Linked DNA regions of Zea mays: all the other regions are linked to region 3. Evidence: chromatin contacts called from public Hi-C data. All regions are on one chromosome and are shown on one strand. Each heading gives the region's core, a stretch centred on a gene start, on an enhancer-like site or on the middle of the called end of the contact. The rest is flanking DNA. Distances are from core to core; before and after follow the strand shown. Region 1 holds the start of LOC100304208 (Cleavage stimulating factor 64). Region 2 has its middle 33 kb from the start of LOC100277850. Region 3 holds the start of LOC100277621.

Region 1 (3,382 bases), core at 638-3,137, 210 kb before region 3:
CGCGGCGCAGGTGGAGCCCACCACCATGGAGATCTCCACCACACATGGATTTCTCCGGCGGGGGCGGCGGCCGCAGCCGCGCCGAGCCGAGCCGGCCCGGTGGCTCGAGATCGCCCGGAAGCTACTCGCCGCGCGAGACCTGGTCGTCTGCAAGCGACTGCCCAACTTATTATACTGAACAGTTATTCCTGAAAAACTAACCACACTATGACCAGCAGGGGAGAAAGCATTGGTCTGATCCACACTAGGGTTGTTCCTTGTATGTCCAGTGCCAACCAGCGTTGCCTTGCTGCTTGTATGTGATGCAGCCTGAGTGAAATCTTTCTGCTGTTTTGAAAGCACTTCAGTCAACAGCAAAGATCTCTCCTCACTCTCAAATGTAAGCCATACTCTCAGATCACGTGGGAAGTAACTTCTCCACTTTGATAGTTGCAAAAGAGTAAATGGACCCTGAACATTCCCAGAAGGATCCTTGTAGTGCCAGACTTTCTCCGGCTCCGTGTCATTTGACATTGTTACTCCAGAAGATGAAAGTGATCCAGCTTCATACATAGTTCTGTTTGCTGTGCTGTTCTCCAAACTTCTTGCTCCTGATCCACATATTGTACTTTTTGTTGACAAATTTTTTGGATGGTGGCTACAATCAGAAACTTTTTGGGGATGGTTCTGCATAGTGCTAAGATATCTTGATATTCGTCGTGATATGGTTGTATCTGGTCTTGTCCGATCTACCGACTTTCCAACTGCATATAATAAACAAGCAAATGCTCAGACACTACACTTAATTAAAGCTTAGGTTCAGAAATCTGATTTATTGTAATAGAGTTGATGCTTATCGCAACATTAATTCAAATGTACTGCATTGCAACTTTGCAAGAAAATTACGGTGCAGTATAGTAGATGTATATTTAGACTATACTGCAACAAACCACATGAAATTATGCTACAGCTCCAAGAGAATTCCAATATTTATTAATCAACAAACAACATGAAGCATTAACATTACAGGAAGATATATACCAGTTCTTTTCTCATCTGTTTCTTCAGCAGACTCATAATTAGGATCCATATGTGAGTCAACATGCACTTCCAGAACTTCATTAATCCTGCGGGTTCTTTCCTCAGAATCGTTGAGAAGCTGCAGCTTTTCTACATATTCTCTAAGTGTATGATACAGTCAAGGATCACAAAATAATGAAACATGCAGTACAAGTAATAGCCTATAGTTCTATAATACAAATAAAGTTGTACTTGATTATTATGAATATTCGCAATTCCTGAGCAGAGCATTACGAGCTATTGGAAGCATGCCTCTAGCATTAAAAGACCTATGGCGAAGCTATGACAAGAAAATGGACACCGCTCTTCATTTCATCCCCGCCGCGGACACCGCTCTGGCGCTCTTCATTTCATCCAAGAAGCCTTTGCTGATCTCTCCAGCAACGCCTCGCCTGCTCCTGTCGTTCGCGGACACGGCCGCCCCTGCCCTGGACGAGCTGTACAGGAGGAGCGGCGACCAGCCGGAGATCGAGCAGCAGGCCGACGAGGAAGACGACGAGGTCGAGGTCGTGGAGAACGCGACGGGTATGGCTGCCGCACGAAGTCTTGGTCGGAGGCAGCGACGCCCGGCTGCCGCGTGAAGGAGAACGACGGAGATGGAGAACGCGACGGGGATGGAGGAGAACTGACAACCCGGTTTCAACCAGACTAATACTGCTCTGAATCCGTTAATGGAGTTGACATGTCTATTTTAGAGTATTGACTATGCCCAGTTTTTCTATAATGGAGAAACCCTCGCCTGTGCCTCTATTTCGTTGAAGCCGCATCCGTCGCGTTTCATAATGTCAAATCTCTCGCGAGCGAGGCAGACCCACGGGCCGCGGCCATCTCACGGTGGAAGCAGCCAAGCAGCCGGCCTGGCGCCCCTCCCCTTCCGTCCCGCCGCTGCTGCCGTGCCTCGTGCCTGCCAGCGGCGGATGCCGCCCCGCCCCGCTGCTGACCACCGCCGCTGCTGAGCATGGCCGCCGCTCCCGCGGGCGCTCAGAACCGCTGCGTCTTCGGTAAGTGATCCGGAAGCTCGGTTCGATTCGGGAGGGGGGAGCCGCCTGGCGTGGCCGCCGCTGGAGTCACCCAGGGCAGCCCCTTTTCAGTTTAGGGTAATTTGGGTCCGACCGACTGCCGCCAAGTTCTTCCGACTTGGCGCTGATTCACCTCCCCCTCCCTCTCCTTTTCTAGTCGACGCTGTCCTGGAATAATGGGAGCCCACTTGGTCGTGTCTGGTGTTGGATTGAGAGCTCAGTTCCGTTCGGGTCGAACTCTAGCTTGCCTAGGGTTTAGTTTTGCGGCACTAATGATTCACTGGTCGTGCAAGTTGATTCTTTTTCTTTTAGTTTTTTTTTTGTTTTCAGATGTGGAAATGGTACGCACTACACAGGGGATTTTAGGACTGATATAGTTGTATTTATCAATATCAATTACAGTTGGCAACATACCATATGATGCGACGGAGGAGCAGCTCGTGCAGATTTGCGAAGAAGTCGGCCCAGTCGTATCCTTCAGGTGTGCTTTTGCTCACCCGCATGAGCACTCATCTAAAGTCGTCCATTTACTCCACATCTTATGCAACAATACTTGAATTTTAAATATGCATACCTCATGGGTTGGTAGAAATTATCGCTTACTGTCAAAATGTCTGTTTTGCCCTTTTTTCCTGTTTATTTAAAAACAAGGAATATGTTCAGGTTTTGGCATTACGCCTACAAATGTAAAAAAAACCATGATTGGATTCTGCCTATGGGAATATATTTACTGAAATTGATTCTGGTTTGGTAACACTGATTAACATGTTTACTACTACTGTTAAGTTTTTCAGCATTTGAATTTGATTTTGGTAACTGACTGCTACAAATTGCTTGTAGATTGGTGATTGACAAAGAGACCGGCAAGCCAAAAGGTTATGGCTTTTGCGAGTACAAGGATGAGGAAACTGCTTTAAGTGCACGCCGGAACCTTCAGGGTTACGAGATTAATGGTCGTCAGTTACGTGTTGATTTTGCTGAAAGTGGGAGGAACACTGATAGAAATAGAGAAAAGGTCGACAATCCTCAAAATTATTGTAGAAGAGCCTTTCCTACCACTTTGGAGTTCTCTGTTAATATGAGAAGTTGTATAGTCTTTGTTCCTGTGAATAATAATAGTTGTGCCTTCTCTGACCACCCTGTGTCTCCTGTTGCAATTTCTTACAAGCATGTTTGTGTATGTACAGCTGCTTGACTGTACATACACACACCTGCTGTACTGTCCAATTCCTTCATTGAATTATATTGTTATGGTGCGGTGCCAATGCTTTGCGGTTGGAAAAAAATGCCTCTGTTATCTTGAC
Region 2 (3,297 bases), core at 238-2,737, 140 kb before region 3:
CGTTTGCTGAGTTTGAACGAGTTGTACATTGGGTATGACTAACAAGATCTAGTCCACCCTCGAGAAATTCCATGAGACCAATGATCACATAAAGACCAGACCCTTTGAGATGTACATGCGGGAGTATGAGAACTTTGTCCAGTTGGCTGTAGAGATGATCAACATCATGTTCTCTCGGTTCCAGTTAATAGTGAACAAGACGCGCGCAAACAAGGCACAACTGACCTATGATGATCATGAGAGAGCACTCAAGTTACTATATGCTCTAGATCGGAGGGTTGGGAGGTAAAGGTCTCAGTGATCATCAAGTCGCCCAATTATGAGACTCTCACCATGGATGAGCTGTTCAGTAAGCTCAAGTCCACTAAGATTGACCACCAGACTCGAGCCAAGATTGAGAACCTTCGTGCATCCACAATGGCCCTGGTCTCTGGAGGTGGTTCTTCTTCTAATCCTTCACCCGCTTTGTTTGCTTTATCTTTTTTGTTGACCATCATAGAGGAGTAGGTGGAGAGCCTTAAGGATGAGGAGCTGGTGCTTGTGGCCAGCAGGTTCACGTGGTTTCACAACAACCGCTAGAACATGTGGTGTGGCGAGTACAAGGATGGATGTTATAACTACGGTGACCCTGACCACTTCATCACTAGTTTCCCCAAGAATGGTAAGCCGGAGGCTAGACAGTGCGACCACCACTCTGGTCGACGCAAGGGAAAGTGCAAGTACACCACCAACGAGCACAAGTCCAAGGGGAGGTTCGACAAGGAGGCACTCAAGAAGAAGTACCTCTAGAAGGCCAAGTTGAAGGAGTGTGCCTTCCTCGCCTCCCTTAGCAACCTTGACCACGACTCCGGTGACTCATCTTCTTCCTCGAGCAACAAGGAGCTTGAGAGGCAGGTGTAACACCCAAAATCCAATTTTGGTAATTTATAGTAATTCTACCAAAAAGAAATAAATGAAAATGTGTTATAGTAAGAATTTTCCCTACCTCTGAAATTATTTTCTTGAAACTGAATAAATGGTAAATGTTAAATTATTGATTAACTAGAATTCAAATTTAAAACATACGAAGTTTCAATTTGTTTATTGAATAAACGAGCCTTACTAGAACATTTATTTGAATAAGAAAAATAACTAATATAAAAAATTACTTTGATATATTGTATCTCATGCTTGGTTTTTTTATTGTTGCATTTGAATTTAAATTAGAAGTTTGAAACTTATTTGAAATATGAAACATTAAAATGGGAAGGAAAGAAAATAGGAAACTAAAAGAAAAGAGAAAAGGGAAGACACATCCGATTTGGGCTCTCTAATTGCTTGGCTCATTTCTTGATCATGTCAGCCCACTTCACCAACGCAGGTGCACAGCCCATGTGCCCCTTCGTCTTTTTTTTTCTTTTCTTTATTAGTCCAGCCACAGATGAGATCGCTACGACATCACGCTTACATCAGCTAATGTGTCACTAACATGTGGGCCTCCTCGTCCGGTCTTCATCCTTCTCCTTCGAAACGGACTACGGCTGTCGCAAAACAGACTCGCGCCTAGGACTCTCACCACCCCGTTGGCCATCTCAGCTAGTCAGCTCTCATCCACTCACACGCTCGACCGCCCGCTAAGACAGTCGGGTGGGTCCTACCAGTCAGGATCCTCTCCTCTACCACCGGCCGATCTGATCAGAGGAACTGCAGTTCAGTTTCTCCTGCGATCTCCGTAACAAACTGGACCACCGCGGAAATCGCTAAGGATTGTTGGTAACTCGCATTCCCATAGGGACTCATCGAGCAGGGATATAAATACCGGGTACCTACACCCTCTCAGCCAGCAAGTGCATGCGATCTATACTTACGCCATAGCAGTGGCGGAGGACACGCCAAAATCATAGTATTGCTAATACAATGACAAAAAATTACAACACAATCTACATAACTACAAATGAATATGGAAAATACCTTATTCAAGAGTTATCGTGGTCAAATGCCATATAACGATTAAAATATGAAAAAGAGAAAAATGAGTTAATAATAACAAATTGAAGTAAAAGTTATTAAACTAGTGAAATAAGAATATACCTCTAATTGAGTCTAGTTCTAGGAAATCTAGACAACTGCATTTGCCCACTTTTCTTATTTTAAAATGTATTGTAAATTTTTTGAAGATCAAGTTAATTAAGCACACAATCAAGTCATTTAATCGACCATTGGTCATCTGTGTCGCATAATAAAAATCTATTCATTTTCAAAGAGGTATACTTTTTGGTAGTCTTTTTTCCCTTAGTTTTCGTTTCCAACCATGGTTGTTGTCTGGTGCTACTTGTTGGATCAATCCTGGGTCGTCATATGCATATCCCCTCCGCTTGGCGATGTTGTGTGAAAGGAACATCAGATCAAATTCCTTGCCCAATAAATTCAAAAAAATGCTGGTGACCCATGCAAAATAAACATATTGCCTAGTCGATAAATAAAATCTTCCTTGGATAATGATTAAGAAACTTTGCTCCAGCGAGGGTGAGAGGTCGTGACCTCAGCGACCATGAGGGCGAGGGAGCCTTGGCGCCAGCCAACGACGAGCTGGTCCCAACAAAGCCACGGAGGCTAGAGGCGGTCCTAGCCTCCTGGGACTCGAAGGATCGTAGAGGAGCATGAGGTGCTAGCAAGATGGTGGGCGGAGGCGCCATTCTGCAACCCTGTCGAAGGCCTATTGGTGAAGACTCAAAACTAGATGCGTTCAAGGATAGTTTTTTTTACTATTGGCTCCTTCATCTATTAGGATAAGGTATTGCTCAAGCAACACCAAGCCACGTTGGGCCCTCTGCCCCTATGCCATTGACCGAGCTCGCCGCCGTAACTGCTATAGCTGCTACGCGCCTACATTGCCAATTAATTCTAAGAGATATGATAGGGAGGATCGCGAGGATGTTGGGAACCTACACCTCGGTTAGCCAAGCGCTGCATAGACCTAGCTATGGAAGCACAATCGATCATCGGAGTGTGTCAAGTCATGGTGCCCGTCGCCGACCTATGTCATCGCTCCAAACGCCGGTAAGGTCCCCTGAGTCGCTTCGTCGTTCTCGCCTCACCGTTTTGCCCTTGTACACCCGAGGGATTAAGTAACGGAACACTAGACGCCCTTCACTTTGGCGAAGCCCCACCTCGGAAAACCACCCAACACCTCTAGGGAGCCGTCGTAAGGAAGGAAGAAGTACGAGTGACGTTGATCCCATAGTGGATGGCTGAGATTAGAACGTTTCTTACCCCTTCGCCATATTAGATACCTAGCGTTGATCTGTGATCCTGCGG
Region 3 (3,198 bases), core at 266-2,765:
CTAGACCTGTTCCTAGGCGTCTCCCAACAGCAACTGTGGATTTAGAGAGATAAACTCGCGTGTAAAAGGGATTAGTTGCGCCCGATTCGATCTATTCATGGACCTTCCGCGCCTATGGGCGGACCGTTCGGTAGTGCTCAGTGCCACAAATTGTGCTCAACACATGCCCCTGCCTTTTGGAGAAGCTGAGCAAACCGAAAGCACTGGTATAGACTGGAATCAACTCGATGTGACCATATCAATTCTCTTAAGCATCTTGCCACATACTAGAATGATATTGCTTCAGGAAACGCCCGTTCAGTGCCTTGGGCAAGTCATCACCTTGTAATGTTCACAACATGTAGGTGTTATCAGATATTACATGTGTGATCTTATAATGGTCTTTCCAGCTTGGCGACCATTTCCCGAACTTCCTGTCTCTGCTCCTCAGTGGCAAGATGGTCTTTCATACCAGGTCTCATACCTGGAATGATTTAGACCTTTTTGTTGTAAGCTTTGACGATCATAATCTTGTCTTTCTATATCTCTCCTAAAGCTATTAATCTTTTGTCGGTCACTCATTATTGAATTATAATAATCACCGACAGTTAGATGCTAGGGCATGCACCACTACGTCGGTACATCGCATCATTCACAATACTCAAGTGTACGATTTCAAAAATTTTAGCTGAACGGGTGTACCTTGTTCTGTGAATAAATGGGTTCCGTGCTACATACAAATCCAATAAAGAGACTGCCTCTTCGGGAAGAGCATGTCTCTACATGACTATATACATATATATATATATATATATATATATTGTATCTTGACTGTATTTATGCGTTAGTATTTCAGGGTTGTATCATACAGTATCATACAGTCTCTTATTTGTCTCTTGTACTTGAAAAACAGAGTCAGAGTTTCTAGATGTATATGCCCTAGGACATGTACAACCCCAATATGGAGTCTCTTGAGAAGTTTCTAATGTGCTAAATAAAAAAATTACAAGAGATAGACTCTTAGTGAAGAGTTTGCATCTTCACGACTTTCCATACACGTTGTCTTTTAGCTTCATTGATGATCCGGATTCTTAGAATTGTACCATATAATGTCTTAGCCGTGTGTTATACTTGAAAACCGAACTGGCCGCAGCCAACTTTAATTTCCAAGAAAAAGTAAGCTTACACTATTCACAATACTTGGAATATGTAGTTCCTTCGTCCACACGGATTTGCATTCGTCTTTTTTAATAAAAGTATAGTTTCAAGCAATCGTTTAGGAAATGGGCGCGTACCTTCCTGACACAAACCGTCACACATGAAATTACACATAAGGCCCACAGGACTAGGAAAAACTTCAGCTCGTTTAGTGGAAAGAGTGCACACACTGCGTCTCACTCTTCAGTCTGGACACCCTGGGTAGTGGAACACAGTCGGATCGACTTTTATGTTTTATGTTTTTTTAAGAAACAAACACATGATGGATTCAAGCGTATTTATGCATCAGTTCTCTGTCCCCGCCTTCCCCGAACGGTCACACCTCAAAATTCACCCACCACCACCACCACCACCCGGCCCGGCCATCACGAGCGCACTCGTCTCGTCTCCCATGCCGACCGGTGAGACGCTAGCGGTGGAGACTCAAGCACCAGCGCCGCAGACGCAGACGCCGACAACAACAGCCTCGTCCTCCCCATCGTCGACCCACCGTCGCCATCGCACTTTCTCATCATCGTCGTCGTCCTCGTCGTCCCTCTCCACGCTGTCCTCGGCGGCATCCTCGCCGTCGCCGTCCCCGCGCGGCCGCGCCGTGCCCTTCTCCTGGGAGCACCATCCGGGCATCCCCAAGGCGCGCTTCCTCGGTGGCGCCGGAGCTGCCTCCTCCGCGCCAACGCCCCTCCCGCTCCCGCCGCCGCTGCGGGTCCCGGAGACTTCAAGGGCGCGCCACCAGCAGCACGCCCGGCGCCGACGCGCCTGCGGAAAGCCGATGCCCGCCGACGACGCGGGGGGGGACCCCTTCGCCGCGGCGCTCGCGGAGTGCACCAGGGAACGCGGCGGCGCGGGATCAGACGCCGGCCTGATGGACGCGCTCTTCCCCGCGCGGCCGACGACGTCGTCGTCGGTGCCCAGCAGCCGGCGGTGGTCCATCGCTTCCGCCGGCGGGGTCGTCGGGCTCCTCGACCTGTACGGTTGCAGGAGCGTCGTGGGCGTCGCCGAGGGCGCCTTCGTGGTGCGCCGGCCGGTGAAGGTGGTCCGCGCCGTGCCAGCTGGCCGCGCGGGCATGGGCCGGGCCGGGCGTAGATGAGGGCCACCATGTGATGGGTCGCATCGTATCGCATCGCATCATAGACGGACCCGATTATTATTAGGTACACAAATAATCGATCGCTGTGAAAAAAAATATTGTGATCGAAAACGAGGTTTAATCTTTTCCCTTTTTTCAGTTTTATATTTATGTGTGCTTTTTTTAATATCGGAGCTGTTTGAGTGGATGTGATGGATGCCTATATATATGATTGTTTGGCATATAACCATCCACGCTAAATGATGTTGCTATATGTAGATTACTATATACTAGTATATATATCGATGCTTGTGGTGATATATTATGAGCATAAGTATAGTAATACGGTGTACTATATTGGAAATATTTGTACCGTGCTAAATTAAATGCAAAATTTTCGTATAGTAAGTTATTAATGTCGCCATATCCTGTTTGTAGATTTGAACAAAGTAAATTTGTTACAATAGTATTAGCATTTGCGTCTCTAGATAGATTTATTACAAAAGATATACTACGATTAATCTAACGATGATTTATTTGCTTTCATAAATACCTCATGTGCTAAACCAATCCTTTTTGTGGTACACTACTACTACCACGGCAAACGTGAAGCTATCAAGTTAGTACCTACGCGCCATCAAATTGACGCTTTCTTTCTGTTTTTTTCAAAATGTCTACGATCTGAACGAATTTAAGAAGTGTGAAGCCAGCCACTAGCTTTTCAGACACGACCAATATGCATCATCCAATTGACGCATTTTCAGAAACGTGTACGGTGCTACGAATTTAAAATTACGGCCGATTGATGGATGGATCGGAAGGAGAGGTTTGTTTATTGCCCCCATATTGTACTACAAATAAGGTGGGAGTGGGCAGACAGGCCTATAATTTTTAGCAATAAAACCCATCGAGATCGATGGATGCGGGGCGCACGC

Evidence for each region. Hi-C and Micro-C count contacts between places; a contact is called where the count stands out from the background.
Region 1: a contact with region 3 is called in a Hi-C map of leaf, with 3 times the contacts expected there. The contact joins the promoter of LOC100304208 here to the promoter of LOC100277621 in region 3. A contact is called at or near these places in 4 of 25 Hi-C or Micro-C datasets (ear, leaf and tassel).
Region 2: a contact with region 3 is called in a Hi-C map of leaf, with 3 times the contacts expected there. The contact joins the enhancer-like site here to the promoter of LOC100277621 in region 3. A contact is called at or near these places in 7 of 25 Hi-C or Micro-C datasets (bundle sheath, ear, endosperm and 2 more).

The regions. Positions count from the first base shown.
Region 1 is chr4:212,065,078-212,068,459 of Zm-B73-REFERENCE-NAM-5.0, forward strand. LOC100304208 (Cleavage stimulating factor 64) reads left to right here and starts at 1,888. Exons shown (of 10, transcript NM_001165658.1): 1 at 1,888-2,060; 2 at 2,481-2,559; 3 at 2,919-3,093. The coding sequence starts at 2,018. It overlaps LOC103655887, which reads right to left and starts at 1,152. Exons shown (of 3, transcript XM_008682562.4): 1 at 1,021-1,152; 2 at 1-743. The coding sequence starts at 1,069.
Region 2 is chr4:212,135,309-212,138,605 of Zm-B73-REFERENCE-NAM-5.0, forward strand. No RefSeq gene overlaps it. Among protein-coding and RNA genes, the nearest start is that of LOC100277850, 33 kb to the left of the region's middle. Within about 2 kb of position 1,488, at least 17 of the 20 cell types and tissues checked have an H3K27ac peak or open chromatin away from gene starts, as enhancers often do. A contact at or near this core is called in bundle sheath, ear, leaf and 1 more, where this site is marked.
Region 3 is chr4:212,272,688-212,275,885 of Zm-B73-REFERENCE-NAM-5.0, forward strand. It overlaps LOC100277621, which reads left to right and starts at 1,516. Exons shown (of 1, transcript NM_001397834.1): 1 at 1,516-2,583. The coding sequence starts at 1,589. The coding sequence ends at 2,284.